6 separate regions of the Mus musculus genome follow, and all the other regions are linked to region 4. Evidence: chromatin contacts called from public HiCAR-type and HiChIP or PLAC-seq data. All regions are on one chromosome and are shown on one strand. Each heading gives the region's core, a stretch centred on a gene start, on an enhancer-like site or on the middle of the called end of the contact. The rest is flanking DNA. Distances are from core to core; before and after follow the strand shown. Region 1 overlaps Galk2 (galactokinase 2). Region 2 holds the start of Cops2 (COP9 signalosome subunit 2). Region 3 overlaps Galk2 (galactokinase 2). Region 4 has its middle 150 kb from the start of Dtwd1. Region 5 overlaps Galk2 (galactokinase 2). Region 6 holds the start of Fgf7 (fibroblast growth factor 7).

What was found. HiCAR-type assays count read pairs that join an accessible place to other places. HiChIP or PLAC-seq counts read pairs in DNA pulled down with a chosen protein or histone mark.
Region 1: a FOXA1 HiChIP or PLAC-seq map of pancreatic cancer cells shows a contact between it and region 4. The contact joins two enhancer-like sites. A contact is called at or near these places in 1 of 115 datasets of contacts at active chromatin or transcription factors (pancreatic cancer cells) and 1 of 9 other capture datasets (embryonic stem cells).
Region 2: a FOXA1 HiChIP or PLAC-seq map of pancreatic cancer cells shows a contact between it and region 4. The contact joins the promoter of Cops2 here to the enhancer-like site in region 4. A contact is called at or near these places in 1 of 39 promoter capture datasets (second pharyngeal arch cranial neural crest), 1 of 484 Hi-C or Micro-C datasets (B cells), 5 of 115 datasets of contacts at active chromatin or transcription factors (embryonic fibroblasts, embryonic stem cells, epiblast stem cells and 2 more) and 1 of 9 other capture datasets (adipose tissue).
Region 3: an H3K27ac HiChIP or PLAC-seq map of the NIH/3T3 cell line shows a contact between it and region 4, with 8 times the contacts expected there. The contact joins two enhancer-like sites. A contact is called at or near these places in 3 of 484 Hi-C or Micro-C datasets (adipose-derived mesenchymal stem cells, embryonic fibroblasts and ventricular fibroblasts) and 2 of 115 datasets of contacts at active chromatin or transcription factors (the NIH/3T3 cell line and fibro-adipogenic progenitors).
Region 5: a HiCAR-type map of fibro-adipogenic progenitors shows a contact between it and region 4, with 4 times the contacts expected there. The contact joins two enhancer-like sites. A contact is called at or near these places in 1 of 484 Hi-C or Micro-C datasets (embryonic fibroblasts) and 3 of 115 datasets of contacts at active chromatin or transcription factors (embryonic fibroblasts, fibro-adipogenic progenitors and pancreatic cancer cells).
Region 6: a FOXA1 HiChIP or PLAC-seq map of pancreatic cancer cells shows a contact between it and region 4. The contact joins the promoter of Fgf7 here to the enhancer-like site in region 4. A contact is called at or near these places in 9 of 39 promoter capture datasets (the 3T3-L1 cell line, 3T3-L1-derived adipocytes, Sertoli cells and 4 more), 8 of 484 Hi-C or Micro-C datasets (3T3-L1-derived adipocytes, the C2C12 cell line, adipose-derived mesenchymal stem cells and 3 more), 3 of 115 datasets of contacts at active chromatin or transcription factors (heart atrium, pancreatic cancer cells and vascular smooth muscle cells) and 3 of 9 other capture datasets (adipose tissue, liver and macrophages).

Annotation. Positions count from the first base shown.
Region 1 is chr2:125,970,477-125,974,908 of GRCm38.p6, reverse strand. All of the region lies in intron 8 of Galk2 (galactokinase 2), which reads right to left. Among named protein-coding and RNA genes, the nearest start is that of Fgf7, 62 kb to the left of the region's middle. Within about 2 kb of position 1,603, at least 31 of the 459 cell types and tissues checked have an H3K27ac peak or open chromatin away from gene starts, as enhancers often do. A contact at or near this core is called in pancreatic cancer cells, where this site is marked.
Region 2 is chr2:125,855,564-125,860,364 of GRCm38.p6, reverse strand. It overlaps Cops2 (COP9 signalosome subunit 2), which reads left to right and starts at 1,283. Exons shown (of 13, transcript NM_009939.3): 1 at 1,283-1,429. The coding sequence starts at 1,376. It also overlaps a transcript of Galk2 not described here.
Region 3 is chr2:125,897,716-125,902,793 of GRCm38.p6, reverse strand. The region is part of intron 5 of Galk2 (galactokinase 2); the gene reads right to left. Among named protein-coding and RNA genes, the nearest start is that of Galk2, 34 kb to the right of the region's middle. Within about 2 kb of position 1,538, at least 58 of the 459 cell types and tissues checked have an H3K27ac peak or open chromatin away from gene starts, as enhancers often do. A contact at or near this core is called in the NIH/3T3 cell line, adipose-derived mesenchymal stem cells and embryonic fibroblasts, where this site is marked.
Region 4 is chr2:126,299,825-126,304,902 of GRCm38.p6, reverse strand. No RefSeq gene overlaps it. Among named protein-coding and RNA genes, the nearest start is that of Dtwd1, 150 kb to the right of the region's middle. Within about 2 kb of position 1,497, at least 51 of the 459 cell types and tissues checked have an H3K27ac peak or open chromatin away from gene starts, as enhancers often do. A contact at or near this core is called in the NIH/3T3 cell line, adipose-derived mesenchymal stem cells, embryonic fibroblasts and 3 more, where this site is marked.
Region 5 is chr2:125,937,832-125,942,666 of GRCm38.p6, reverse strand. The region is part of intron 7 of Galk2 (galactokinase 2); the gene reads right to left. Among named protein-coding and RNA genes, the nearest start is that of Galk2, 74 kb to the right of the region's middle. Within about 2 kb of position 1,421, at least 64 of the 459 cell types and tissues checked have an H3K27ac peak or open chromatin away from gene starts, as enhancers often do. A contact at or near this core is called in embryonic fibroblasts, fibro-adipogenic progenitors and pancreatic cancer cells, where this site is marked.
Region 6 is chr2:126,032,551-126,037,192 of GRCm38.p6, reverse strand. Fgf7 (fibroblast growth factor 7) reads right to left here and starts at 2,535. Exons shown (of 4, transcript NM_008008.4): 1 at 2,343-2,535; 2 at 1,193-1,748. The coding sequence starts at 1,478. The region is part of intron 11 of Fam227b (family with sequence similarity 227, member B); the gene reads left to right.

The DNA.
Region 1 (4,432 bases), core at 354-2,853, 330 kb after region 4:
AGATCTTCCTCTTTTACTCAACACACCCAAACAATGGCGCACACGCCGAACTTTACCATGGCAAGGAAGAGGTGGCAGTATGGAGCATATCCTCCATGCCATCTGCCTTAAAGGCACAACCTCTAGCATTTGTAGCAGCTTAGAGAGATGAGCAGACTCATTAGCAGATCTCCTGAAGATGCACATTCAGTAATGATGTCTAGAGAAAGGTATCCCAGTATACAAGCAGACTTGCTGGGGAAGAGGGTATCATCAGGAGGAGATGAGAGACAGAACTTAAAGTGAGATTATGAATATTCATTATAAACATGTGTGGGACTGTCAAATAGTTCTAGAGAAATTGATAAGCACAACTACTTACATGTGTATGTAACTGTATTTACATTTAATATAACTATATGCTACAGTATTTTTTACTATAGCCAAAATATAAACACTCCAAATAGCTAATAACAGAGAACCTTCTGAAAAAAAAATGCTACATTCATTTAAAAAAAAACATTATGGCTATTAAAACTCAAATACTTGGACAATTTGCTACACAGGAAATTGTTCAACATTGAGAGAAATGTCAACACAATAGCCTGTGTATAACTGGCACTAACCGTGGTCCACACATGCATATGTATGCGCATGGCAGCCTACAGAAAGCACTACATGTCAACAGTGCTTATCTCTGAAACCCATCACAGATGCATTTATTATCCTCTCGGAACAGCTCTGATTCTGCAATGCCCTCGATGACTGTCAACTACAGTAACACAAGCCTATCTAACTGCATTGGCTGCATCATGTTTGGCTCATTCCTGGGGTAGCAATGGAGGGAGGCCTTCCTGAGGATATGAAACACTCAGACTAGAGTGGGAGTTGGTGTGGTGGATCTCAGGTGAGCCACTAGGAGAGAGCAGGATGTGATTGCAGAGGTCCATCAGCTGTGACAACCAGCTGTGCCCCAATTTGCTACCTCATGGGCTCTATTTCCTGGGCTCAGAAATGAGATTTACTTCTCAGGAACCTCTGGCTTTGTTCTTTGAGAACTGGGAGAGAAATTTCCTCTCTGCATGACCATTCTGTGTCCTTGTAGGCTGTCCCTACTGTGAGGACTTCTGTGACCGCTGCTTCTGTCTATACCCTGAGTTCTGCACTCAGCCCCACCAGCTCATCAGTAGGGATCACACCAGGGGGCTCCTTGCTGTTTTAAAGCTAAAGGATGAGAGAAAATTAGCAAGAAATGTGAGGGAAGAGAATAATCACAAAGAGTTATCCCTTGGCTGTAACATAATATCTTTGTCTTGGTCACGCCTTTCTTTAAACTGCATTTGAGTCAACACTGACAGGCTAAGCTCCCCCGCACAGGGCACTTGTGTCAGTTACTCCTCAGTCCACAGCCATTTTCCCACTGTTTACCATAGTCCATGCTCGGCCCCAGAGGGACCTCTTCCTTCAGCCAAACTGCCCCATCTGCAGTTGCTCTAACAGTCTTTGCTTCTGGATATACTCATTCATCACACACAGGAACCACTTCTTGCCCTCTCTCTCAATGTCAAAACTTGACTTCATTCTGAAGGCTCGGATTACATCTTACATCATCCTTGGGGCCAGGAGGGGCTCAGCTGGAAATCATTGACTTTGTACCATGCTCGAAGTCTACGCTCTCATCTGGTCCTATGCACTCCTCATCGTGGTTAATTCTCAGAGCTCAGCAAAGGTTTCAAAGAGTCCTGAAGTAGCACCACCACCTTGAATTTCTTAGCTCCATGCACCCCGAAAGCAATGCTCACTCCATATCACCTCAGCGGTGCCTTTCATGGCAGAGTCCAGTGGTGTTTAGGGTTAATTATGATAAAAATGGGACTTTTACTTTTACTTTTTTTTTTTTTTTACACTTTTACTTTTAACCCCAGTTCAAAATCAAACTACTTTCATCTGGACTTGCTGTTGTTTTGTTTAAGAAGAGAAGGAAGCCAAGGAGCTACCATTGACAGTTTAACTGAGGATCGAGACAGAGGGAAGGGAACAGCCAGCAGGGTTCCCTTTATTACTAAATCTGTAACTGCTGACACCTAATGTGGTTGAAAATAGATAGATAGATAGATAGATAGATGATAGATAGATAGATAGATAGATGATAGATAGATAGATAGATAGATGATAGATAGATAGATAGATGATAGATAGATAGATAGATAGATAGATAGATAGAAAGATAGAAAGAAAGATAGATAGATAGAAAGAAAGAAAGAAAGAAAGAAAGAAAGATAGATAGATAGATGGAAGCCACTGGTTAAATATAAGTGGAGAGACACAAAACATGTTTTGTTCCATTGATAGCCAGGTCATGTGAGTCACCCACACTATGCTATCAATTCGCTGTCCCCACAGCCAGCTCCACAGAAATAGGAAATGGTTTATTCTAGGACAGTGTCAAAACATCCCAAGGAGTAGGGGAAATCTTTACCAACAAAACACTGGCAGCAAGCCTCTCCAGAACCACATCATTTGAAGAAACAGCATGGGGAATGTTGGCAGCTACTCACCAACATCTCCAAGTCAGAAAGGAAAAAGGAAGGCAAACTGACATATGTCATGGTCTGATTCCCCAAAAGGCTCATGTGACAGTTGATGGCACATTTGGAGAAGTTATAAAATTCTTAAGAAATCCTGATGAAGGAACTCCATCACTGGGGGCAGGCTTTGGGGACTTATTTATAACCTTGTCCACTTCCTGCTTCTCCTCTGCTTCCTGTGCAGAGAAGAGGTGAACAGCCATTATGGACTCTCTACAACCATAAGCCAAAATAAATTCTCTTCTCTAAGTTGTTTTTGGTCATGGTGTTTTAACCATGTTAAACAGCAACAAAAAAGGAACTAATACACATGTTCCCAAGATGGGTGCCAATTGCTTTTTTCATACATGTTTAATACAACACAAGTTGTAGAATGGACATCATGAAAAAAAAGAAACAGACGTTAGCAACTGTACTATAATATTATTCTATTTTATAAAGTTTGAAGTTAAAAGACAAGGACGTAACATAGCAGCTTACATTTATGTATTTATGAGTACACACACATACATATGTATGCAACAACGATTAATGGAAAAGGAGGCCATGAATTCGAGAGAGAGAGAGCAAGGATGAGTATATGGGACAGTTTAAGGGTAGGAAATGTAAGGGGAAATTATGTAATTATAATTTCAAAGTTTTTTTAAGAATAAAATAGGAACAAACAAAAATAAAACACAAAAATTAAAGTTGAAAAAAAAACTTTAAAATATCAACTTTAAGGTTCCATATGTTTCAGTTTTACTTTTGAATGACATCACCTCCCACAGTTAGTAAAATCAACACCATGTCCCATGAATTAAGAACCTTGAGTTTCCAGGCCTATTGTAGCTTACAGCTTCATCAAGGGAGACCATGAAGTCACACTTCTGTGAGTGCAGAGCAGTGCTGATTGGGTGAGAGGTCCCTGCAACTGCTGTGGTGTGAAAACATTAGATGTCAGTAGGATTGGTCTACACAGATAGCACAGCAGAGACTTACAGCAGCACAGGCTATCACCTTCCTTATGTGTGTCAACTCCTATCCTGATGAAGCATTTTAGAAAGATTATACATGACCTAAATTTTCTCTTTACCTATTTAACTATAACTCTTCATAAAATAAGGATACACTGTCATTATCAACCTAACACAATTAATTACCCTGGCTTCCCTAAGGTTTTATGTAGCCAGTCCTTGGCTCGGTTTTTTCCAGGTGTCCCTATTTAAATTTCACTTGATTTTCAAACAGAAGTCCACCATCCTGGAAGAGAGCTGATTCTTCTTCCTTAGGCCAGGGTATGGCCTCTGTTGAGTCACTTTTATGCCCATGTGCAACTGGACAGCGCTGATTGGACTCAGTGGGTTATATAAAGGGAAGGAGGATACAAAGTTAGGAGGAGAACATGACTGGGCACAGTATCTGGGAGGAGTTGGAGAAGGAAAGAGAAGAGAGAGGCAGATAAGATCAAAATCCTTGTGTGAAATTCTCCAGGCATAAATGCATACTTTAAAACCTCACATGCATATTCAGTCATCCTTCCTAGAACACCTCTCACAGTGCTTCTGACATCCTAGAACACCACATCTGTACATATCTCAGGGGCACATCCTTAAGAAAACTCAGTGTATTCCACTAAGGAGACTATTTTCACTGTCCTGTCTAACAACACACTCCGTTAGCATTAGATATTTTCCATGAGTGAATGTTCTTGACAAGAAGCATCCGGGGAGGTTTCATTAAACCCTTAGGTGCCTGCACTGTGACAAGAAACAGTCAGAGAGAGTGTGCCCCACACTACCACACCCTGCAGTCCTTGCTGCTGCTGTTTGTCTCCTGGACAATTGTTAGCAGCAAGCCCTCTCAGTGGGAGTATCTAACAGGCC
Region 2 (4,801 bases), core at 34-2,533, 440 kb after region 4:
GTTACTTCTTTAAGCCATCTGAAATTCCTTCTTCTAATATTTTCCTAAGTAACAATTAGGTGTTAGGCTAGAGGGATAGCCCAGCAATAGAACATTTACCTAACACACACAAGGCTAAGTTCTTCCCCCAGCTCAAAACATAAAAAAAGAAAAAAAAATCAATGTTAATGATATACAATGCAAAATCGTTTGAAGACTTATTTTTTAACATTCTGAATGTACAGCTATAAATTGTGTTCACAGTGTTTTCAATATAAAAATAATACAATCGTTGACCTTAACGTCTTCTGACAAGATTTTTAGAACCAAGCAATTTCTGGCTTAGAAACAAAACCAAAAGTATCCTGTTCTCCAGTGGATTCAGAGAAAAGCTGGTAATGACATCAGGTACAACTTCAGAAGTCACTGGAGCACAGCCAAGCGGGGTCTGTAAGGATTCAACCCGAAGGTGTGAATGTTAATGCTGAACTGTGCTCAACATCAGCTGTGCATGATGAAGATAAAATCAGGTAATTTTGTTTGATTTGGTTTTGTTTTTTTGTTTTTACCTTTGGTAATTTGGGCATGTTTAATTCATCTGTATAGATAACAATTGGGCCTAAATTCTAACCTATATCTACTTTATAACTTTATAGCATTTGTGTACAGAATTTGGAAGGTTTCTCCAAAAAGGGGGATTGCCTTATTTCCACATTTTTCTTCACTCTGAACTCTAATGGTTTTCTGCGACAATGCATTTTTAAAAAATCTGTCACCAACTGTTACTTTCATTTCATCCTAAAAGCAGTTAATGCACGTTTGTGATTCATTAAATAATTGAACAATTGATTAGTGCATATCCAAACCGGGATATCCACAGAACTGTTTTTGTTAACTACAAACATAACTTTACTAGACAATTGTGTTGCTGTAAATACACCACTGTAAAAACACCACTACAGGGTGTTGAAAGAAAACACATAGATAACAATGGTAGAGGCACGCTACCTTTCAGATAGGTCGGGCATGTTTCATTAGAAACAGACGGTTCCAGAGTCCCAGGCAAGGAAGGAGACAGTTCCCTCACCTAGGACGCTGGATACAGCTAGAAGGTTTTCGAAGCCCCTCAGATAGGACCCGCAACGCCCGATTTCGTAGTTGCTACGCTTAGTTGCTAAGACACAAACTGTCGCTCAGGAAGAGCCGGCTGTGCCCTCCCTTTGGGAGCCGTAGTAAATCATCTCAGGGTCGAGCGCTTTAGTTCCGGAATGAGCTTTATCTTCTCCTGGAGAGACCGGAAGACGAGGAGACTCGGGAGTGACGCTTCTGGGCCGCGGAGCACTGTGGGAGGAGGCTGTCTCTAATTTCTCCTCTCCCCCTCCCCCCTCCGGCCAAGATGTCTGACATGGAGGATGATTTCATGTGCGATGATGAGGAGGACTACGACCTGGTGAGGCGCAGGGAGCGGGCGGGGGCTGGAAGTGGGATGTGGCGGTGGTGCCAAGGCCGAGAGGCTGCAGCTCCCTCCCGGGGCTCGTCGGCCCGGTTCCGCCCTGCCCAGGGACAGGTTTCCCTCCTCGCCTGGCGTCGCGGGCCTGTGGGGCCTGGGAAGAGAGGGAGAGAGGCGGCGGGGCCGCCCTGGACGCTGGGCCCAGGGATAGCGCGGGTGACTGGCCGCGGCCGGTTCTCGGCGCCTCTCTGCCCGCCACCGAGCCTCCACGGCCCGGCGCTTAGGTCTGGGCCCTAGGGGGCCCATCTCTTCTCCACTCTGGACCTGAGCCGGTGCCAGATGCTGGAAGAGTGAAAACTGGAAGAGGGGGGTGGTCCATCCTGCTCCCAGACCTGACTGCGAAACTCGGGAGTCTCCCCCAAAACAGCCTAAGAGTCTCGCCCAGGGTCAGTTTGGGTCCCAGGTTAAGGCTCAGAGCAAGAGTAGGAGGAGTAGTTAAACGACTCGTCCCGTCCTCTAAAACATGACAAGCTCCGAAGAAAGATTTGCTTTTTGTTTGGTTGGACTGGGGAAAGGTAGGGGTTAAGGGAATTGGAACCAATGATCTTTTTCCTTGATTTAAGAAATTTCCCAGCATCCGTGTTTGAATCATCAATGGCATAAAAGTAAACAAACTTGCCTAGTTTGATTGGTGATTTCTTTTCCATTTAAGGTTTAATTGTGAATGGATTTACAGGTTTTAAACTGTACCCCATGATTTATGTTGATAGTCCAAAACGCATGCCTGTGTAAGAACTAAGAAAATTATCTTGATCCCAAAATTAGTGTCAGTTTTGTTTCTTAATTGGGAAGCAATTGTTCGGTTTTTAGAAAAATCCGATGATAGTGCAAGCTGTGGTGTACATGCTTGGAGAAGTCTGGGTCGTCTTTTTTCTTTTCTTTTCTTTTCTTTTTTTAATTTTGAGGTTTATTTATTTTATGTATATGAGTACACTGTCTTCAGGCACACCAGAAGAGGGCACCAGATCCCATTACAGATGATTGTGAGCCACATGTGGTTGCTGGGAATTGAACTCAGGACCTCTGGAAGAGCAGTCAGTGCTCTCAACCTCTGAGCCATCTCTCCAGGCCCTCTTTTCTTTTAAGTGTCACATTCTCAAAGCATTAATATTTTTATTTTGAGGTAATGGTGTAACATCTTTGTATAGATGAATCTGTAAATCATTTGCAATTTTTAAAAAAGGTTTTCATTTTACAGAAAGACATATTTTGCAGAAGGAAGTGCTGTGACTGGAGAGTCATAGTAGATGCTTGGTGATTTCAATACAGAATTTTGTTATTTATTCAATCACAAGGTAGTTGTAAACAGATACTAAACTCTTGTTTTGCTTTTGTTTCCATTACAAGTAGTTTTTAAATTGTCAGATATTTCTTTTGAATGTTTGTAATTTTAGCTGGTAGTGTTTTTAAAATTTTCACTTACCTCCTTTCCTAATAGTCTATGAAATACATGAACTTTTAGATAAATGAATATTAGCACTGGGATTAACTTAAAAGTACAGTGTAGGAATGAAAATGAGAATCTTTGAAATATTCTGTTAGACTTTACTCATTTGTGGACGTTTGTTGCTTTGTTTTGAGGCAGGGTCTCACTGTGTAGCCAAGGCTGGTTTGGCGCTCAGTGTGTTTCCTAGGTGTTGGGAGTAAAGGCATGCATCAGCACACCCTGCTTTGGAAGCTTTCTAATTAGACATACAGTGTTTGAACATGACTGCTTTCCCAGCATTTTTATGTCTATACTAAATGTATCCTAAATAAAGTTGAATATGCAGTTGTTTCAGCTTTAAAAAAAAAAAAAACTTAGAGTTAAGATTTTACTGTTGCAAAACTAATGAAATTTTTATTTTCTTCTCTGGGCATTATGTGAAATTAAATAGCTCTTCTCATCCATTTTTCATGTAGATACTATTCTAGATTCCCAGCTATATGTCAAGTAGTGAAAGGTGTTATATCTCTTTTACTAACAGTTAAAATTTTTGGCACGTGATGTCTTTCTGGTAACTGATGCCCATGTCCTGCGTGTTTGAAAGGATGAGGGTGGCTGTCATTCCATAGCTGCTAGAGATGGGTTTCTTTTATTTGAGTAATTATTTTGCCTGGATCTTTATCTGTTTCTTTTTATAGAAAGTCTACAAGGTTGACATCCTGTTTTAAGGAGGTTTCTCATTCTTTTTACCTTTTGAAACTTTACTTTTTGCCCAGGCTGCCCTGAACTTCTAGAATAGTAAGGATAATAGGCCTGGAATACCAGGCCACGCTAGTGTTTTTGTTTTGTTCTGTTTTTTTTTTTTTTTAAATGTGGTTGTTAGACGTTTAGTTATCACTTCATTTAAAATATTGCATGAGAGGTGGGGCTCATTCACTTGGTAGAGTGCTGGCCTCACATTCCAAAAGCCCTGGGCTCGGTCTTTAGCACTGAAGAACTGGATGTGGCAGCGTCCTGTATCACTTCAGGTCGAGAGAGGACGAAGCATCAGAAGCTCAAGGCCATTCTTGGCCACATAATGAGTTGGAGGCTGAACTTCATGATTCCGTTTTAGTTAATTGATTGATTAAAATGTTAATAGCACTGTGGGGCATTTCTGACCTCAGTGACACTCAGCATATCTTTATCTGTGGCCCACTCATGTTTTAATGCCCTAAGCCACCTTTTGTATTTGCCTAGTCTAGTGGAAAGAGGTGGCAAGAATACACCCTGAAAATTAAAGTTCTGTCTTGAGTATATTTTAATGCCCCCAAATTTTGCTTTTTTGTGTCTATTGGGTGGGGGATGAGGTTTAGTTTCAGAATGTCCAACAGACTCTCTTACCACAGTAGCACACTAACACATATACCACTTGTGTGCACAAACATAAAAGTTTGCACTATCAGTTCTCTGCCCAGTTCTTAATACACTCACAAAAGCAACCAAGTTAAATGTCGGCCTCCCCTTTATTTATTTAATCAGGATATAGCTTATGTGTTATTCTTAATGTATCTAAAATATTTCACAGATATTTACTCTGTGTGTGTGTGTACATACATGCATGCTATGCCATACATGTAGAGGTCATTAGACAACTTGTGGGTGCCTGTTCTTTCCTAACCTGTAGATTGTATAGATAAAGTCCCAGTTGTCCAGCTTGTCAGCAAGCACCTTTATCTGCTGAGCCCTCTTGACAACTCACTGCCCTTTTTACATTTCCAAAGATTATATGTAGGTTTGACTGCTTTCCTGATGGTAACAATTTGACCTGTTTTCAGTCTACAGTATTATAAAAAATGTGTGACTTTAAAAAAAATTAATTAAAAAGTAGGGATAGAGAGATGGCT
Region 3 (5,078 bases), core at 289-2,788, 400 kb after region 4:
CCATCCCACTTTTGGCTTGCTCTGTGCTGATTCTGACCTACAGGACAATGTCTGACCTACTAGGTTTTCATTTCCTAGTTCCCAGGTTGTCTTTTTTCTTAGTTTGCTCCCAAGTTTGGGGAGGTTATATCCCTCCAGCTTTCCAGTGTTACTAGTCTATCTCACAGTGTTCTACTCTATCCTCACACCTGAGTATTTCATTTGAAAGGGCAGTTTAAAATCTGCTGACATTTTAAGACCATTGCTGTGTCCAATGCCCATCTTGAGGAGCATGTCCCTCCCTGACCCTCTGCCTATAATGTCTTGGCTTTCTTACCCTTCTAGCTCCTCTGCCTTCACTCTTAGCTCTTGAGTTTACACTTCCCAGTAGCAGCTTTGGCGGGGCCTTCCTTGTTTATTATGCTAATACCAGGCAGCCCTTTTTAAATATTACATTTTATATATTTAGGGTATGGGGAAGCTATCTCTCTTCTGCCCAGCTACAGGCTGTTGGCATCTTTATTCAACCAATAGTTTTAAACTAAGGAGCAACGTCACATAGTGTTACTTTGTGTGGTGTGCAGATTCTCTCATCCCTGTGGGCAACCTTAGGGGCCAGTATTTAGCATCACAATACATAGCAAAAGACCAAATCTCAAAGGATTACTTATGTCTCTTTGGTTTATCAAAACCAGACTTGTGATTGGTTTTAAGTGCATTTAAACACATTGTCACTGGGGTAACAACTGTTGCTTCTAGTGGCTGCTTTCACTGCTACTTCTAAATAGTTGGAATTTTCTGGAACTGATTCACACATTTTCTTATTTTTCACTCATTTATTAGTTGTTTTTATTTCCTATGCTACCAGATAATTTTCCAATCCTCTTACTAAATTTTATATGTTAGTGATTACATTTTTCATATATGAAAGGTCTTAGTGTCTGTTCTTTAACCAGGCACTTAGTTTAGCATAGTCTCATCAGCCTGAAGACACAATGTCTCCTTTCCTATCAGCATTGTTGGCCCTATTCATCCTTGTGTTCTCCTTTTTATTCTGTCTGTTTTATTTGAGATGTTTTCTTCCAAAATCTGACTATCCTTGGATGCCTTACCATAGTTCAGAGTGAGTCAGTAAACACAAAGCTTTGGAAATCACCGTGACAGGGTCACACTGCATGTCATGGGCCCATTACATTCCCTCCAAGGACATTCTGGTACTCTTGCTAAGGTGTGAAATGACAAGGCTGCCAGTGTGCTGGAGCTGACCTGAGCATCGAGAACTAGAAACTTCACTGTTCAGAAGCAAAATAGCATGTCATTTCCCAGTTACCAAATCCATTTGCAGCCTTCAGAAAGTACCCCATGTTTCTCTAGGGACCTTTCGGTACACATAGGCTGGGATGGTCCCAGGTAAGACAGAGCTTCGAGGTTCTAACTAGTTTTCAAAAAAGAACACTGCCCCACACCACACCACACCACACCACACCACACCACACCACACCACACCACCCTGTCATTCCACCCCGCTTTCTTTCTATCCTTCCCTGAGACTAGGATGAGTCAGCTTGCTTCTATCTATGTCTCCTCCCCATGGCACTTAGCTTTGACCTTTCTTCCTTCTGCTAAGTCATGCAACCGTTCTCTCGTCCACTTTCCATCTTTGTGTTTTGTGGTTTCAGGTTTATCAAAGATAGAACTTGTGTTTATGCTTCTTAATTTCCCTCCTTCAGAGACTGAGTACAGGATGGTGAAAGAGAGGATGTGCCTTCATTCTGACATCCTGAAATCAGGAAAGCCTATCTTGGGGATAGGGCCTTCCCTTGCCCTGAGTATTTTCCTGTGCTGTCTGCTTATCTAGCACTTACCGCTGCCATTCATAACTTCCACTCTCTGGAGTCTAGCTTAAGGGGACATTTTGTTGCACTAGCCTCCACCCAGAAAACTTCAGTTTATTAATGAATAATTTCCACATCTACTTATAATGAGTGCAGCGAAACAGGACCTATTCAATGTGAATAGCTGGAATAGCTTCAGTCACGGATCCCTGCAGGCCCTGGTATCCTTAGGAAACACACTTATTATCCTCATCACTCTCCCCAGCCCCTGCTTCCCACAGTATGCTCTGGCCCCAGGAGATTGCCCTCTGCAGACATCTTCCCATTCACAACCCTCTTTGTCATTCCCATTCCTGTTACCCTAGCATTCATTCCCTTGTTGCTAGACTTCAACAGTGAGGTTCCAAAGCTGCTCCTGAACCATGTGGCATCTAGCCCAGGAGCCCTTCCTAGACCATTCCCCAAACTGGTAACTCTATAAACACTCCCTTTATTGAGCTCAGTTTTATTCTGTACACTATGTGGTTCTTACCAGGGTACTAATAGAAATGCTAATACAAAGGGAAATTTTGAACTATCTCATATCTACAGTTCACTGAATTCTTGTGCTCTGATGATGTTAAGAGCCACATGTAGAGTTGGCACTTAAAGACTCTGAGAAAATTATACCATTTTCTTTCAGTCAAGATTGTGTCTCATTTTAGCAAGAGAACACAACAACCACCACCACCAAACCCCTCTTCATGATTTCGCTCCCCTTGCAAAGATGAGTGCAGGTGTGGTCAGGACTACTTAGAGGATCAGGAAGTAGGACGCACATGCCCTTCCCTCTGGGTAAGAGCACTGGGCTCAGATAGTACTATAAAAATATATACATCTGCTATTTCTTAAGTGGGGAAATAGAGAGAGCCAAATTTAATTCTAAAAGTTCAAGTGTTCTTTTTTATCTTTTTTTACTTTTCCCTCAGATAGTTATATCAAGGGTCAGAAAAAGAATAGTAAGCTTTACCAATCCTCCCCTTAAAAAAATAAAAATAAAAATGAAACACTTTCTCTCCCCCCCCCATTCTCTCCACTGCACTTGACTAGTCATTAAAAATAATATTAATTGCTGAGCAGTGGTGGCTCACACCTTTAATCCCAGCACCTGGGAGGCAAAGGCAGGTGAATTTCTGAGTTCGAGGCCAGCCTGGTCTACAGAGTGAGTTTCAGGACAGCCTGGGCCACACAGAAAAACATTGTCTCAAAAATAAATAAATAAATAATAATAATAATAAAATTTAATTATATAAAAGTGAAGTCTTTGACTTCAGCCCTCCCTCTAGACAGTGCCGTCCCTTTTTTGTATGCATCGACAGACTTTCATAGCTAATGAACACTCTTCTTTTCCTACTTCCCATAGATCCTGCAGCCCATCCCTGATATATGGCATGGAAACTACAAAGGCCTTACCTTCTTGGCCTCTTGGTAGCAGCTGACCCTGCCACTCACATCACGAAGAATTGTCTTCCTTGTCTTTGCCGTTCATCCTTTCTGTTTTCCCTACCTCTTGGACAACTCTTCTTTCTCTTCAGTAGACAACAATAGTGCTCGTGCCTCGCTCACTCTTGTTCCCCAGACCTGAACCCTGATTGTCGCTACCTCTACTCTAGCTATAATGCATGTCTTCCCCACTCCAGAAACTTCACCAGCAGGAGGATTGTGAATTGGGGGATAGCTTGAGATACATAAAGAGATCCTGTCTAAAAACTGAGTTAGTTATATTATTCATGATCTTCAAAAGAGCCTGGCAGTTGGAAGAATTGGTTCACAAGTAAAGACTGAATAGTTCTGCAGGCCTAGGCTCTGCATGCCTAGGCTCTGCATGCCTAGGCTCTGCATGCCTAGGCTCTGCATGCCTAGGCTCTGCATGCCTAGGCTCTGCATGCCTAGGCTCTGCATGCCTAGGCTCTGCATGCCTAGGCTCTGCATGCCTAGGCTCTGCATGCCTAGGCTCTGCATGCCTAGGCTCTGCATGCCTAGGATCTGCATGCCTAGGCTCTGCATGCCTAGGCTCTGTATGCCTAGGCTCTGCATGCCTAGGCTCTGTATGCCTAGGCTCTGTATGCCTAGGCTCTGTATGCCTAGGCTCTGTATGCCTAGGATCTGTATGCCTAGGCTCTGTATGCCTAGGATCTGTATGCCTAGGCTCTGTATGCCTAGGATCTGTATGCCTAGGCTCTGTATGCCTAGGCTCTGTATGCCTAGGCTCTGTATGCCTAGGCTCTGTATGCCTAGGCTCTGTATGCCTAGGCTCTGTATGCCTAGGATCTGTATGCCTAGGATCTGTATGCCTAGGCTCTGTATGCCTAGGCTCTGTATGCCTAGGATCTGTATGCCTAGGATCTGTATGCCTAGGATCTGTATGCCTAGGCTCTGTATGCCTAGGATCTGTATGCCTAGGCTCTGTATGCCTAGGCTCTGTATGCCTAGGATCTGTATGCCTAGGATCTGTATGCCTAGGCTCTGTATGCCTAGGCTCTGTATGCCTAGGCTCTGTATGCCTAGGATCTGTATGCCTAGGATCTGTATGCCTAGGCTCTGTATGCCTAGGCTCTGTATGCCTAGGATCTGTATGCCTAGGATCTGTATGCCTAGGCTCTGTATGCCTAGGCTCTGTATGCCTAGGTTCCTCATACCCAACACTTAGCTTCACCTCAGGCCAGAGTGCCATTTAGAAGCCACTGCAAGGCATCACGGTCAGAAACTTGAACAGAATCCTTGACTCTTTGTTGGCCTCTAGCTCACACCTGATCAGTGCTCATATCATACTAATTCTGTCCCACATGGACCTTAAGCTGAATATCTAATGTCTTGCATTCCTATCCCTTCTCCTTGTCTTTGCTTCATCCTACCCTGTGCCTTGTGTCCCACATTCTGCCATACACAGATCTGCAGTAATGTAGCCAGTCAATCCTGGCCTGAAACCACTGAAACTGAACCCAAATGAGTCTTCTCCATTTAACTGTTGGTGTTGGATATTTTGTTAAATACTTATTAAACTATCAGATTAAAGACTGTGCCAGAGAAGGCATAGTTCACATATAGATTTTTTTCTTTCTCTCCTCAAAAACAAAACAAAAAAACAAGTACTATTGCAGTGAGCAAGCTAAACATCCCATAAAAAAAGCCTGTTTACAGCAAGGAAAGTTTTCTCTTTGTTGTCTCCCTTCCCCGTGTGTAAAATTTTCACTATAAAAATTTAAACACACTTTTTACAAACTA
Region 4 (5,078 bases), core at 248-2,747:
ACCTGGCAGCTGAAAACAGAGCTGTCAATTCTACCTCACCTGTCCCCAGAGCTGAGCCAGACACGGCCCCAAATGCTTTCCATACGTAAGCCTTTGTGAAGTCTCCTATGGACATGGTACAGAACGAGCCACACATGCTGTTTTGGGACAAGGTAACTCAAACCACATGCCTGGAGGGGAATCAAGGCAAATATGGTTCTCCAAGAGGCAAGAAATAAGCAAGTGGCAACTCCCCATCTGAGCCAGAGATTAAGAACACTGGCCAGGAACTGGCCCAGCTCATAGAGGAATCACCAATGCCAGTTCTTAAAGTTATCATGGAGGTAATAAGGCTACCTACGTTCTCTCTATTCATTTTCATTCTTTAATAAACAAGCAAGTGAGCTGGGTATCAGAAGGAAGAGAGTACACAAGTGTGGAATTCCCTTTGAGATCTTAGCTTCTCTGTCTGAGCTTAGGGTCAACAAGTGCAATGAGACCTCCCCGGTGCCCAATCTTTGAGCTCCTTCCTGGGATTGGAGGTCAACTTCAAAGAGACATGCTGCCTGCACTGGTCGGTACTGGTGCAGGCTTGCCTCACAAAGCCTTATCTTTGGGAGGGTTGTTAATTAGAAAGAAAGGTGAAACATCAGCTTGCTGAGAAAAAGGTGTCCCGCACAGAGTCAGAGTCCCCAGAGACTTCAGAAAACTGTTTCCGAGGAGTTTGCTTCTTTGACGATTTGTAAAAATTACTTTTTTTCTGTGATGTATTTCAATGGAGCTTTAGTTTAGCATGATGCTATGGAAAGAACTCAGAATAGAGTCTCACCCCACCCCTCTCAGTTAGTTGTTACTAAGGTAATGCCAACATCTAACACTCTTGACACGGAGCTTCATCATCTGTGAAATAGGAAGCCTAGTTATCTTGGCAAAGATCAGATATTTAAATAAGTTCATTAATAAGCTCCCAAACCAGGTTCTAAATGTCCCATTACCTCCTCTTCTAGCTCTGCTTGCCTTAAGCAAGTTAATAAAGTTATTCTCCCTCTGCCTCTCTCTCTCTCTCTCTCTCTCTCTCTCTCTCTCTCTGTGTGTGTGTGTGTGTGTGTGTGTGTGTGTGTGTGTAGTTATGCCCATTTTGTAAAATGGTAATAATAATTGGACCCACATCATGGGATTGTTGTGAGTATTAAAGAGGTGGTGCTTGTGAGAATCCTGCTTGTGAGAATCATGGTTGGTACCCAACAGAGGAGAGAGTTCACATTTGCTATGCATTACAGCTCCTAGTGCAGTGGCTGGCATACCACACACGTCAATGACTGCTGGTTATTATGACTACTAGGACTATTATTCACTTAGCTGAGGGAAGGATGTCTGTCCAAATCTCTTATTTCCTCACTCTTGACCTCCTGGTATGATTCAGACATAAGTCCCCTGAGGTGTCATTCAGTTCCGAGGGGTAAAGAAGGGAGAGCTATGAGGATAAATGAGGAGAGAAAAGATGTCATCCTGGCAATTCAGACCCCATGGGGTGCCCATCCCGGGACCAGCTGACCTTTCAACCAAGAGGAGAAACCACAGCAGCACTCACTTTCCCTTGACTCCTAGTGAGTCATGCTAAGTCATTCCCTTGGCTCCCAGTCTGTGGGGAAAGATGTTTGAAACATAGCTAGAATCATAGGCTCTGATTAGACCAGAATGTTCTGATGTGGTTAACTGGAGGAGGTAAATGTCCTGGATTCTAGGGGCCTTTATTCACCTCTGGTATTTGAAGAGGCTGGGTACAAGTCTCCAAGACAAATACCCTTCCTCTCTAGGGCCAGAGGGAAGGCAGGGGGAGAGTTTCAGTTTGGCTCTTGTGCATGGTTGCTAATTTTCTCTGAAATCAGCTCATGACTTATAACTCTAGACAAATGCTTTTGGTGTACATTCTTCACTCTGTAAGCATCAACTGGCTACTATGTACCAGCTATAGTGTTGCTATACTGTCATAGGGCATCTTAAGTAATTATTACATAATATTTAAAGCCTGTAATGTAAGTGCCACCAGATCTGATATATGCCTAACAAATGGGGAAATCACAAAAGCCTTCTTGGAGGAATGATGGAATAAAACTACTGGTCCCAGAAAGTGACCCAACAGAGTGAAAACTCCACTTCTTCTTACAAGTTTCTTGGGAAGATTTCTCACTCATTTTGGGTCTTGATTCTTCTACCTGCTGTAGCCTCCCCCAGCCTGGAGTAGACTGACTTTGACCTTGCTGCCACTGAGAATGAGACCACCTGGGGTAAAGCCTTCCGACCTAGATGGCTCTATTGTTCTGTCATCTGCTGCTGCTCTTCTCCAAGACACTGGTACCTGCTGAGAGGCCCTTGAGATATTCCAGAAACAGCAGGTCTGAGACAACATCCGGCAGATGGCCTACAGGCTGGTAACAGGCATCAAGAACGGATTGTCAGAGGATGAGCCTCCTGTCTTTATAAGTACAGACTCTTAGTAAACTTGGGGCCTTGAACAGAAATATGTCTTGGCCTCCATTATTTCTCTCACCGTTTTCTCCCATACAGCTCCTGCCTCCCACTCAGGAACCCAGTTAGTGTGGCTGCAGGCAACTACAACCTGCAAAAGAGACAATGGTACCTTTCTAAAGGATTCTGTTTGTAGACTGATCAAGGTAACAAAGTTAGACTATCATGGCAATGTGCCAGGAACAGAGTTAACAAAAGGTGGCCACTTTTGTTGGTGATCACCTGTATATGCCTTCACATTCCACATGTTTTCATCTCAAAGATGGCTGCATCTGAGCCCAGAATCTGATAAGCCTGCATTTGAAGAGTTCCTCTGTTGCCTGAGACTAGTTGGAATCCTGAATATTCAGCAGTACATTTAAGAAGAGATCTCCAAGCATCTCTGAGGATGTCCAAGTACACTCACTCTTGAGTAGAGGCCTCCATTGAGAAGTTCATAGAGTGCCTCTTCTGCTTCGGCTTCCTAGACTTCCAGGAGCTATTCTTCTGGGCCCATTTCCACTACTTGGCTGCACCCTAAATTTAGAGGGGAGAGGAAAGAGATTATGCTGTGTAGTCCCATTTGAGTTCACAGGGTGGTGGCTTCTGGGGAAAATTCTAGAGTACTCTCTGGATTAAGAGCTCCTGTATGGCGGGTGACCTCTTCTCAGGTTGTTCACTGAGTGCCAGAAAGGAGTAGAAGGCTTGAGTCACATGTGTCTTCTATCTTCTGTCATTTCCATATAAAATGATCAAGATGGCTGAATCACTCCCAAGGAGAACAACACCATGTCCTTAGTCTCCTCGGCTTTGTCATCTGTTATGAATTTTGTGGGACTTTTGTCTCCTATTTTATGAGCTCTTTCTTCTCTCCTAGCTGTGCCACAGCACATCTGTACTGGCTAGTATTATGTCAACTTTACACAAGCTAGAGTCAACCGAGAAGAGGGAGCCTCAATTGAGAAAATGCCTCTTTGCAAGATTGGGCTGTTGGCAAGTCTGAGCAACATTTGTAAGGCATTTTCTTAATTAGTGATTGATGTGAAAGGACCCAGCCCATTGTGTATGAGGCCACCCCTGGGCTGGGGATCCTGCGTGTTATAAGAAAGCAAACTTGGCAAGCCATGAGGAGCAAGCCAGTAAGCAGCACTCTTCCATTATCTCTGCATCTGCTTCTTCCTCCAGGTTCTTACATTAAGTTCCTACTGTGACTTCCTTGGCTAATGAACTATAACTGTAACATGAAATAAACCCCTTTCCTCCCAAGTTGCAATTGGCCATGGTGTTTTATCACAGCAATAGAAACCCTAACTAAGACAACATTTCAGAAGGAAGCCAAGCAGAGACTTAAAAGTGGTGTGGGTGGAACCATGATCAAGAGTGAGATTCATCCTACACATCTGTCCCATATTCCGTATGCGGCTCATCAATTTCAGTTCTCTCATGGTCTTTACAGATTAGGCTTGCTATTTTGTTTATACTGTGTTATGATTCCGACTTGCAAAGCTCCTTCCTACCCTGCTGTGAGTCCCCAATATAGAGAAACTCTTAGAAGTCAGGGCATTTATGTTTTCATTTTTAGGTGGTTCAAATTTCTTGTAAACATGCTCTCAAAGGCTGAATATTGGTGTATTCCTATGTCCTGGTTAGCTTCTTGTCAACTTGACACAAGCTAGAGTCATTTGGGAAGAGGGCCTTTCTCTCAATTGAGAAAATGCCTCCTGTAATGTTGCCCGTAAGCAAGTCTTCGGGCTGTTTCTTGACATAGCAGAGTCAAGCCCACTCTACGTGATCCCAACTCTGGACAAATGGGACTGAGATGCATAAGAAAACAAGCAAGTCACAAAGAGCCAGTCAGTAAGCAGCACTCCTCCATGGCTTCTGCCTCCTGCTTCCTGTCCTGGCTCCCCACAGTGACGAAATTACAAACTCTAATGAAAAAACAAACAAACAAAAAATAAAAAAACCTCTTTTCTATACAAGTTGCTTTTGGTTTTGTTTGTGTTTTATCACAGCAATAGAAACTGTGACTAAGTCACCTAATATGGAGGTCAAATATTTTAAAATTTATTTATGTTTCCTGTTGATAGGTACATGATCTTCATTCCTAAGATGTGATATATATGAGGCAAGGAAGTGGGCTTTAGGAAAGCGAATAGCCATTAAGACACTTCTGGGTCAGGTCAAAACTTTTAGTGAGATATAGGGCAAAGGTGTGATTTGGAGGATGTTGTGAAGTCTCCCTCACCTGTTATGAAGTCATAGAGAAGTCCCAACCATAACCATTGTCCCCAGGTTTCATAGGGTTCCCACTACTCTCCAACAGTCACCAATTCCATGACCATTTTCCTGAAAGGCAAGAAAAGTGAAGATCCCATCCTTAGTCATTACAGATTTTATTGTTCCCAAAGATGGGTTTCAGGCTGAGTTCATTTGGGCTGCTATAGCCAAGTACAAAAGAATGTGTGGCTTGCAAATCATAGAAATTTATTTTACACAGCTTGAGAGGCTGAGAAATATAAGATCAAGATGCTGTCAGACTTGGGGCCTGATGAGAACTCTCTCTCTCTCATATTCACAGAGACTTTTTA
Region 5 (4,835 bases), core at 172-2,671, 360 kb after region 4:
GACAGTTCAGCCTGAGGATGGGGCCCCATGAGTCCCTCCTAATCCATTAACTGATGACAGGCCCAGTCTTATAAAGGCCCACTGCAGACAGCCAAAGTTGCTCTGAGGTTATGACTTCCTTGGCCATGTCAAATGTCTTAGCCCTTCTTCTTTCCTTCTAGTTTCTATTTTCTTTCTACCTCCTTGAACAAAAATCTCTTATGCCATAGAAATATTGTTATAAATGTCCAGTTTAGGGCTGAGTACTCAATCTTTGCATATTCTTAATACCTTGAAAACCATGAGTCCCTGCAGAGAAGCATCTCTGCTTATGGCTGGAAATAACATTTATCTATAATTCCTCCTAAATGAATTTTTAGAAGGCATCTTGGTACCATAACAATTTAGCCAAACAAGAGCAAAAAGTTCACTCCTAGACCCTGACTTCCTCAGCCATAGAATTTTGGCCAGATTTACAGTACTAGGTATAAATTCCATCTTGTGGAGCAAGCCGCAAAGCCAATCAGAGAGTGATGGGTTACTCTCAGAACCGTTGTGCCACTAATACATCAGTGGGTACACCTTGTCTGACATGGTCAAAGAGTTCACAGCTGAGTAAGAGTGGAGTTCACAGCTAAGTAAGACTTGATGCTTATTGTGCCCCCAAACACTGCAAAGTAGTTTGTAGAGTAACTTCCAAGATTATGAAAGCTAGCAGGCAGGGAGTAAGCCTCAAGTTCAGCTAGATGACTGTGGATATTAAATTAAATTAATAAAATGAAAGGACAGCATGAAGTTGGGAGAGAGACAGGGAGACAGGATGGGGGCACTAGTTGGTAGTAGTGGATAGATACGATCAAAGTACATTGTATAAGTGTTATCACATTTTCAAAGACTGAATTTAAAAATATTACTAAAAAAAAGTGAGAGATAAAAAAAAGAAGAGGGAAGAAAAAGCACTTCCCTCTGATAGTTCCCATCTCCGCCTTTACTTGACCCAGTCACGTTGTCCTAGACACTTGGAAAAAACATCCTGCCCAGCAACTTGTGTGACCACTCTGCAAGGCATGCCTGCAGCCCACAGGCTGCTTCCAAAGGGAGCCTCTACACTGCTGTTCCCTGTGGGCAGAGGTACTAATTCACTCCAGCAATATCCCAGTTTGCTGTTAGACTGACGTCCATTTCACTTTCAGCTAATGGGTCTGCTGAGCCAAGTTGGTGTGCATTGCAATTAAAGAATGGAATCTCTCACGTGCTCACAACCACAGCTGCTTAACCAATGAGCTGCCGTGTTGCTGTGAGAGAGCAAAATGGGAAAGCCACTTAAGCCCTTGGAAATTTGGCTCAGGAATCAGAAAGATGACTTGCAGATGAGGAGAGAGTGGGTGAGATCACTTGCTCAGAGACAGAACCTAATGAGGGAGTGTGTCACTGCTGCCTTCGTGGCTGGCACACTTTGCATCTGGGAGGCAGGATTATGAGTCAGGGCTGCAGGTCATTTCCTCACAGTTTCCCACTGAGAAGCTTAGAGATAACAGTTCTTCAACATTCACTGCCCCCTTTCACCACAGCAAACATGACAGGTTCACATCACATACTGCTTCAGGGAGGATCCTGAGCAGGCAACAGTGCTTTGTCCCCAGTGATGTGAAAAGGTAGGAATAAGCAGGTTAAGACCCTGCATTGGTAAGGGGTCCCTCTAAGTAGGCCTTGAGGCAAGCCAATGAGGGACAGAATTTGTGCGTCTGGGGGGTCAACAGAGAAGTGTGAAGTGACACCCTTCAAAGACTGGGATGTGTAAACCTCAGCTGTGTCTGCCTGAAAGCAAGACAAAGAATGTTTCCCATTGTTCACAATCATCACTCATTGGGCTGCTCTCAGGGTATGAACTTCCCTAGTACTTACAGGATGTCCTAGCTGCAAACTAAAATACTAAGCACTCTCCTACATCAAGCAAACACTCTTGCTGATAATGGCCAGGGATCTGACAGAAGGCATGGGCACTGAAAGGATATGGAGCCCACTACAGGGGCACAGCTGTCAGAATTCACTTCTCCGGCTTCCTTATTACATTTAGTAGTACTAGCCAATCAATGGGGAAAGCATGGAGCATGTACTCCCATAATCCACTTTTGATCATATACCCAAAGGACTCTAACACGATATACTACAGAGATACCTTAACATCCATGTTTCCTGTCATACTTGTCACAATAATAAAGAAACGGGCCATGCTAAGATGTCCATAAGTAGAAGAATAGATAAGAAAATGTAGTACATATATGTAATGGACTTTTCTTCAAACATAAAGAAAAAATGAAGTCAACAGCATTCATAGGGGGAAGGATGGAGCTACAGAACACTATGTTAAACAAAACACCACACACAGAAAAACAAATGCATGTGTCCTCTTGTATGTAAAATACTGATTTAAATGTGCGCATACATGCTGAAAACTAGAAAGGGGATCATGGGAGGAGAGGAAGAAATTAAGTGGGGTAATGAATTATGTGCGACATGAAAGCAGAGGGGAGAATTATTTGAGGGGGAGGAAAGGAACCAGTAATATGGGGTAGGAAGAATGAGGAGCTGGAAGGAAGGAAGGAAGGAAGGAAGGAAGGAAGGAAGGAAGGGAGGGAGGGAGGGAGGGAGGGAGGGAGGAAGGAAGGAAGGGAGGGAGGGAGGGAGGGAGGGAGGGAGGGAGGGAGGAAAGAAGGAAGAAAGGAAGGCAGGCTGCCAAAAAGAAAAACAAAAAGTCAATCCCAGAAAGCACTGTTTTCTCAGTTGGGTGTAGTTTTCCTTCTTTGTTTCTGTTTTGAGACAGGATATCACTCTGTAGCTCTGGCTGTCCAGATTCATCACCCCAAGAACTGGGGTCACAGTTTACACCTGACTGTGTCTCTTCCTTTGTATCCCACCTCTCTGATGCTCTATGATCCACTTCGCTTCAACCAAATGATGTGTTTCTGCCACCAATGAACTGGTTCTTCAAAGCTCCTGCTATAGCATCAATGGCCTCCCTACTGCTTGCAAGGCCAGCGCAGCACTGAGGGCTTCCCCCTTTCCAGGTTCACTGCCCAGACCACCCCACCCGTCCCTCTGCCTCCTCACTGTAGCTTGAACTCCCTGTGTTCTGCCAATGACACTCACTAGAGTCCTGGCAAAGCATGCTCTACTGAATACACAGAATGAGTGAAATTGACCGCAGTCTTGAGTATCTGGGTTTTCTGCTCAGATTCAAGGAAATTGTCAAAGCCTCGAGAATACTGTGCCAATTTCTCAGCACATTCTACCACCAGTCAAAGAACCAGTTCCATACTGACCACAAACTGACAGGAGCTAAAGAACTTGGCTGAGTGGTGGCACCCAGCCAGACAGGCCTTCCAAAGAATCACACTATTTTTCTTGAAGTGTCATGACAGCTCTCTACCTCACTGCTTCTCATATTGCCACAAAGAGCTGAGGCTATGTAGCAAAGCAGCACTATACCCACCCTATTGCAGCCCCCCAAGCAAAGAGCTGAGGCTATGTATGTGGCAGAGCAGTGCTATAACCTCCCAGTGCGACCTCCCCCATAGTGGGTCTGCCCATAGTGTTGAGTATTGGCGTCACGTATTTTATCCCTCAATATAACAGACATACAATATTTCTGGAAAATTTTAAGCCATGAAATATGTATAAAATATGAAATATTTTGTACCCACTAAAGATTCCTGGTCATTTTGTTAATTTAAAAACATAAAAATGTGCTTCACTTAAAAGTATCATTTACGCAAGCAATGGTTATAAATCTCTATTGAGTTTGCTTCGAATGTTTTTCATTTTAGTTCAAATGCTCTACAAGACTCCAACTTTTAATGAATCTAAATCAATTAGTTTTTGAAAGCTGATGGTGAGAAAGAGTCAGAGGGGGAAAATTCAGAGTAGAAGGCAACTGTCAATATTAAAGCAAAATGAATAAAAATCACCTCGCCGCTTTGCTGTGCTTCCCTGTAATAACTAGGTATGAAAGAAACTCAGCCTCGCAAGAGTACTGTACAAAGACAGGGTGTACAAAAAGTGTGCGCTAGCCCTCACAACCCTGCTCTGTGGCTTTCTTTCTAACGTATCATTTTCAAAACTCTCCTGGTTAGCCATTCTCCACTGTCACACAAAGCAAGTCTCTCCAGGTTAAGCCAGCATCCTGGACATTTTTACCAGAAAGTCTACCTCCTTATTTAATGAAACCATTTCCAGATAAAAATGAAATTCATTTCTGTGCTGCCAACAATGGAGGAATGGATCCACACTGTATGGTCAAGGTCAATATGATTAACAGATTCTGCTTATGTCCCTAAGCAAAAACAGCCACGCAGCCACATCCCTGCGTGTGGCCTCTATGACTGGCTTTTCTTCATCTCTACTTTTCCAGAAGTTTAGACTTACATGCAAATATTCACAGAAATGAGATTTAGAATATATTCTCCACTGTGAGGAAGGCTTTCAGCTTTCTTTTTTCTACAATGTAAAAGAGAAAAAATTCTTATAGTATTTGATAGGTTTTGTTTTGTTTTAGTTTGCAACATCTAATACAATATAAAAGCTATATAAGTACAGTAGTGAATATATATAAGTATATATAAATATATAAGTGAATAGTATAAGTGTAATCCCTACATTTACTCTCACCAAAATACACATACTTAATATTTAGAAGCTATTTGCACAAAACACCGAACATGTAATATTTCTCTTTGTGAGCTTGGGTTCTATCCATTTCCCTGCAAATTTCATGGCATCAGTTCTCTTTATAGCTGAATAAAACTCATGGTGTATCTGTCCGGACACATTTGCATTATCCATCCGTCTGCTGAAGG
Region 6 (4,642 bases), core at 1,286-3,785, 270 kb after region 4:
TGGCCACTGCTGAGCTGGGTCCCATGGAATCAGTCCTCCAGAAGGCATGTTTCCTTGCTCAGTTTGTATGAGTTATGGCTGAAATGAAGGTCCCTCATTTTCATTTTGGAAAGAGTCACCAAACTCTTATTTTTTGGTCAGTGAGTTTAGAGCCAAAAAGATATTTCAGGAATAGATAGGAACTACTTGGGGTGGCCCTGTCACAGACACCCAGCTACACTATTGTCTCCATGTATCCTTCTCAAACTATACTGCCACACGTACTATCAAACATACAGTGTCAACGCCACCCATGTGTTATTAGTGCTAAGAAATCTATTTCCACGTGTGGGTTTTAAATACCTAAGGTAAATGTTGAGTGTGTGTTTTATGCCATTGCATTTAATACTACTGAGATTAGTTACTAACTGTAACCATCAAATGAAAACCCAAGCCCTGGCATTTTAAGGTAAAAAAACAACTGGGTCTAAGGAAAGTGGGGTGCTCCAGGTGAAGGTCCCCGACCCAACCTGCCTTCCAACTCAGCTCTGCTTCCTCAAGGTTATGTTCCTCTTAAATTAGCAAGAGACTTAACATGACAGACTCTTGATAAAGAAACTGCTAAAAAAGGTCTGTTACCTGTGGGTGGGGAGTTAAGGAATCTAAAACAAACTCATTAGACTTTTAAAGATGTTCCAGGGCATCACCGACTCCCTTCTGTTTTAGAAGCACACAGTTTTTGGTGCTCAGGAAGTAGATTCTTAACCGGTTAGTACCATGGCAGAGTCCTTTCAAAAGCAACACCACTAATAAAGACAGATACATCCTCTGCTCCTTAAACTCCTGGCTGGTAGTTTGGTGAACACCTACTGAGAGCTCTATGCACACCGCTGCTGAGCTTTGCTAGGGAAACAATCACACATGAGCATGCGTGCTCACTGACATGGTTTCTTACTAACCAGTAGTTTGGATTTAAGCCACAGAGTATTTTCCAACTATATCAGTTCCAACCATAAGGTGAGGACACTTGCCCTATTACCAGAGATATTTTAGGGAGTTAGTGCAGAAATCCCAAGGTAGAAAAATTAGGACTTGATATATGACACTGATTTTTTTTTTTTGCCCCCATAGGAAAGGAGAACACAGCACTGGAAAGTGAACCTTAGACAAACCTTAAAGAGCTAAGCAGGGCTGTGATAAAGGCATCACTTACTGTAGCTGTTCTTCATCTCCTGGGTCCCTTTCACTTTGCCTCGTTTGTCAATCCTCAGGTACCACTGGGTGCGACAGAACAGTCTTCTCACCCTTATATCCCCTCCTTCCATGTAGTCATAACTTCTGGTGTGTCGCTCGGGGCTGGAACAGTTCACACTCGTAGCCGTTTGCTCCGGACTCATGTCATTGCAAGCTAGAGATATAGTGCCCACTAGACAGACGAGGTGGAAGCATGATCTGTAGAGCAGAGTTGGCAGGATCCGTGTCAGTATCCATTTGCGCATTATAGTGTAGTGCCCCGGGTGTTCATGAATAACATAATGAGAATTGAATCTTGCGTTGATTGCTACTCCTAGGTCATGGGCCTCCTCCTATTTGTGAACTGGAGATTGATGAGAGAAAAAGTCGTCGCTCTTTCCAAACTGTTAACCTTATCTTTTAGCTTCTGATACCAATAACACGATTCCTCCTTCAGGAACACAGCTGATAGGTATATCCTTATAGAAACAGGTCGTGACAAGGCCAGTTGCTGCAGTGCGGTTGCTCCTTGACTTCTGCTCGAAGAGAGAGATTAGGAATGGGGAGGGGGAGAGGAGAGGGAGATAAAAAAAATTGTATGTATAAATTTCAGTAGTTAGATAGTCTAACATGTCAGTGTAGTTAAATGTTGAAAGCACGTTTAAAACAGCTCCCACAGAGGACGTGAGCATCTCTGCCACTCTGCACATAGATTCAGAAGCGCTATGCGTTAGTGAGGAGACACCACAAGAAAACCACACCATTCATTCCAGTTGCTATCTTGTCAGGAAACACTGTGTACTCACAGCTATTGAGTTAAATCAAGTTTTACAGCCTCTATCGACAAAGTTGAAGTTGAATTCCCTGGAATTCATTAGTCTATGCTTTTACATTTGTGCTTTATAATTATTTTCCCTTAAACTACCCAGATTTTTCAAGTTAAGTGTCAGGATTGCCCTGGAGAACCTCAAGAGTCTCCTTCCATCCGTCCGTACTACAGCACAATTTCTGTAGATATTTTCACAGCTCAAAAGTCTTTCCCCCCTGACCCCACCCCAGGACAATAACCACAGAAAGAGAAAATCTTTCAGAAAAGAGCATTGTTTTAAAGACAAATAACAGTAACTTACTTGTTCTGTTTGGAACAGCTGGGTACACAAGAGTTCCGTGTCTGCTGTCTGCCTCGTGCAACTTGAGCCTCTCTACTGTAGCTACAAACTATTTCTCAGCTGAGAAATCCCCCAGCAGAATCATAATTGTTTCCATAAATCAACAGGCAAAAGGATTTTCTCCGTGTGTGAGCGCGTGCGCTTGTGTGAGTGCGTGGAGCCTTTTATTCAGAGATTTTCAATAAATACCTTTGCTGACCTCATTGGAAGCAATTAAAACTTAACCAGTGAGCTGTTCGTTGTCTAAAACAGCAGAATTAGGAGGCTTGTACACTGTTGAGTGGTCGTAAGGGGGAGCTGTGGACACGGCTTCGGCTTAAATCCACAAGTGGGCATTCACGCTGTGGAAACAGACCTCTGATTCCCAAGCCGTTACAAAGAGAAAGGAAAATGTTAGACCTTTTAAACACAGAAGCTGTACAGTCTGTGAAAAACATATGTCCCTACAACATATATAAGGGCTTCTTAAATGTTAGATGATCTTTACAATACATTGGCACGGAGGAGGTTGGTAAGTGAGGGTATGTTTTTAGTCCTTCAAATTCAGAGCACTAGAGCAACCCAAGGCTCAGGGCCTGAAAGCAGGTATCCCTAGGCAAGGACACATCTTTTCACAGATCTTGCACAATTGGGTGTGAGTCTTTAGGCTGAGAAGACCTAGTTTCTTACCGGACTGGGATTCTAACAAACAGTGTGGCCTTGGCTCCATCCCTTACTTCCCCATGGCTCAGCTGCTGCTTCAGGTATCAAATCAATGGCCACGTCTAATCAGGCTAGGGTGTGCTGCCGTTTTAACATCCTGTCTTGTGATTTATTTCAAAGGATGACACACAGAAGCAAAGGACACATAATTTGCAAAACTATCATTCTTTTAGAAAAATGGTTTCACCTTAGTATTTGACTTGTGCCTTCCTGAGAGCAATAGCATAAAAAATAACTGATAATTCCAGGAATAATAAGGCCAATAGCTAATGGATACAAGAGAGTCCTTTTGCTTTCCAGCCTGAGCTTGTGCCTATCCTGTACTGAGCAAGACTGTGACTGTCTGTATCTTACACTTAGTATGGAGCCATCGTATCACCACCCTAAATGAATATTTAAGAATACATACATTAAAATTCTCTTTTCCTTGTACCTGCAAAACACACACACACACACAGAGAGAGAGAGAGAGAGACACACACACAACTTCGCACTTAACATACACTACCACCAGGTGGTGCAGGTAGACCAAATAGAGACAGAGACCCAAAATTGAATCATTTGGATGTGATTGTTCTTCCCTTTCCCATTGTGCTTACAGAGGGCAGAGTCAACAGCACCCCATATTTCAAACATACACAGTTGTCTTCGATTCATGAAATATTAAAGCACTAGGCTTTCAAAGCAGAGGAGGGTGTGCTGTTCTATAACTGTATCTATTTAAAGCCAGAGAGTTCAGAACATCCCATGATTTTTCTCCCAGGGAGGAATAGGAAAGGACAGAAGGTATGATGATGTTCTTAGTGATATCCCACCATCCGGGGGCGGGGACATTAGTAATGAGCAGATTCAGAATTCTTACGAGTTGACGTTCCATAGAGAAATGGAGGTTATGCAGTCAGTTCTCAGTGCACACTACAGAATGCCCAGTCTCTTTACAATGTGCAGGGGAGGGAGTGTTCGCAATGTTGGAGCCAAGGTATAAAATGACTCTCTGAGGAATGTCACTGAGCAGGTTACAGTCAGGCAGGAAATTGTATCAGTTTAAATTCCTTTCGAAGTTATTGATTACTTTCCAGTGATGGGACCAAGACGGGGTGGGGAATTTCATTCCTGTCCTTGAGACCCTTACTTGTTAGCAATGGTTCTCATTAGGCTAGCGGTTCAGCTATCTGTAGGACAGCTGCTCTCTTTGTCCTTGTGAGTTACCCAGTGGCAGACATCCTCTGTCCTTACTGTAAAGCACATACAGAAGAGAGCAGCAGAGTTCCCTGCTCTGTGCTCTTTCCAGATAACGGTAGCTTCATCCTTAGTTGAAAATATCTCCACCTTGTGCATTGTAAATCCATAAGAAAAGGATCTACATCTATTGACTTTTAAAGATTAATGTTGTCACCTGAAAAGCTTCAAATAGAAGCGTATCTCAAAAAGAAGAAGTGTGTCGCCCTTGCCCCTCGTGTTTGGGAATTTGTATTTCAAATACAAAAATAAAGATATTTAAAATAAATTTGCATTGAAAATCATTGAAAAACTCATAGAACTTCTTTGATGCAGTCAGT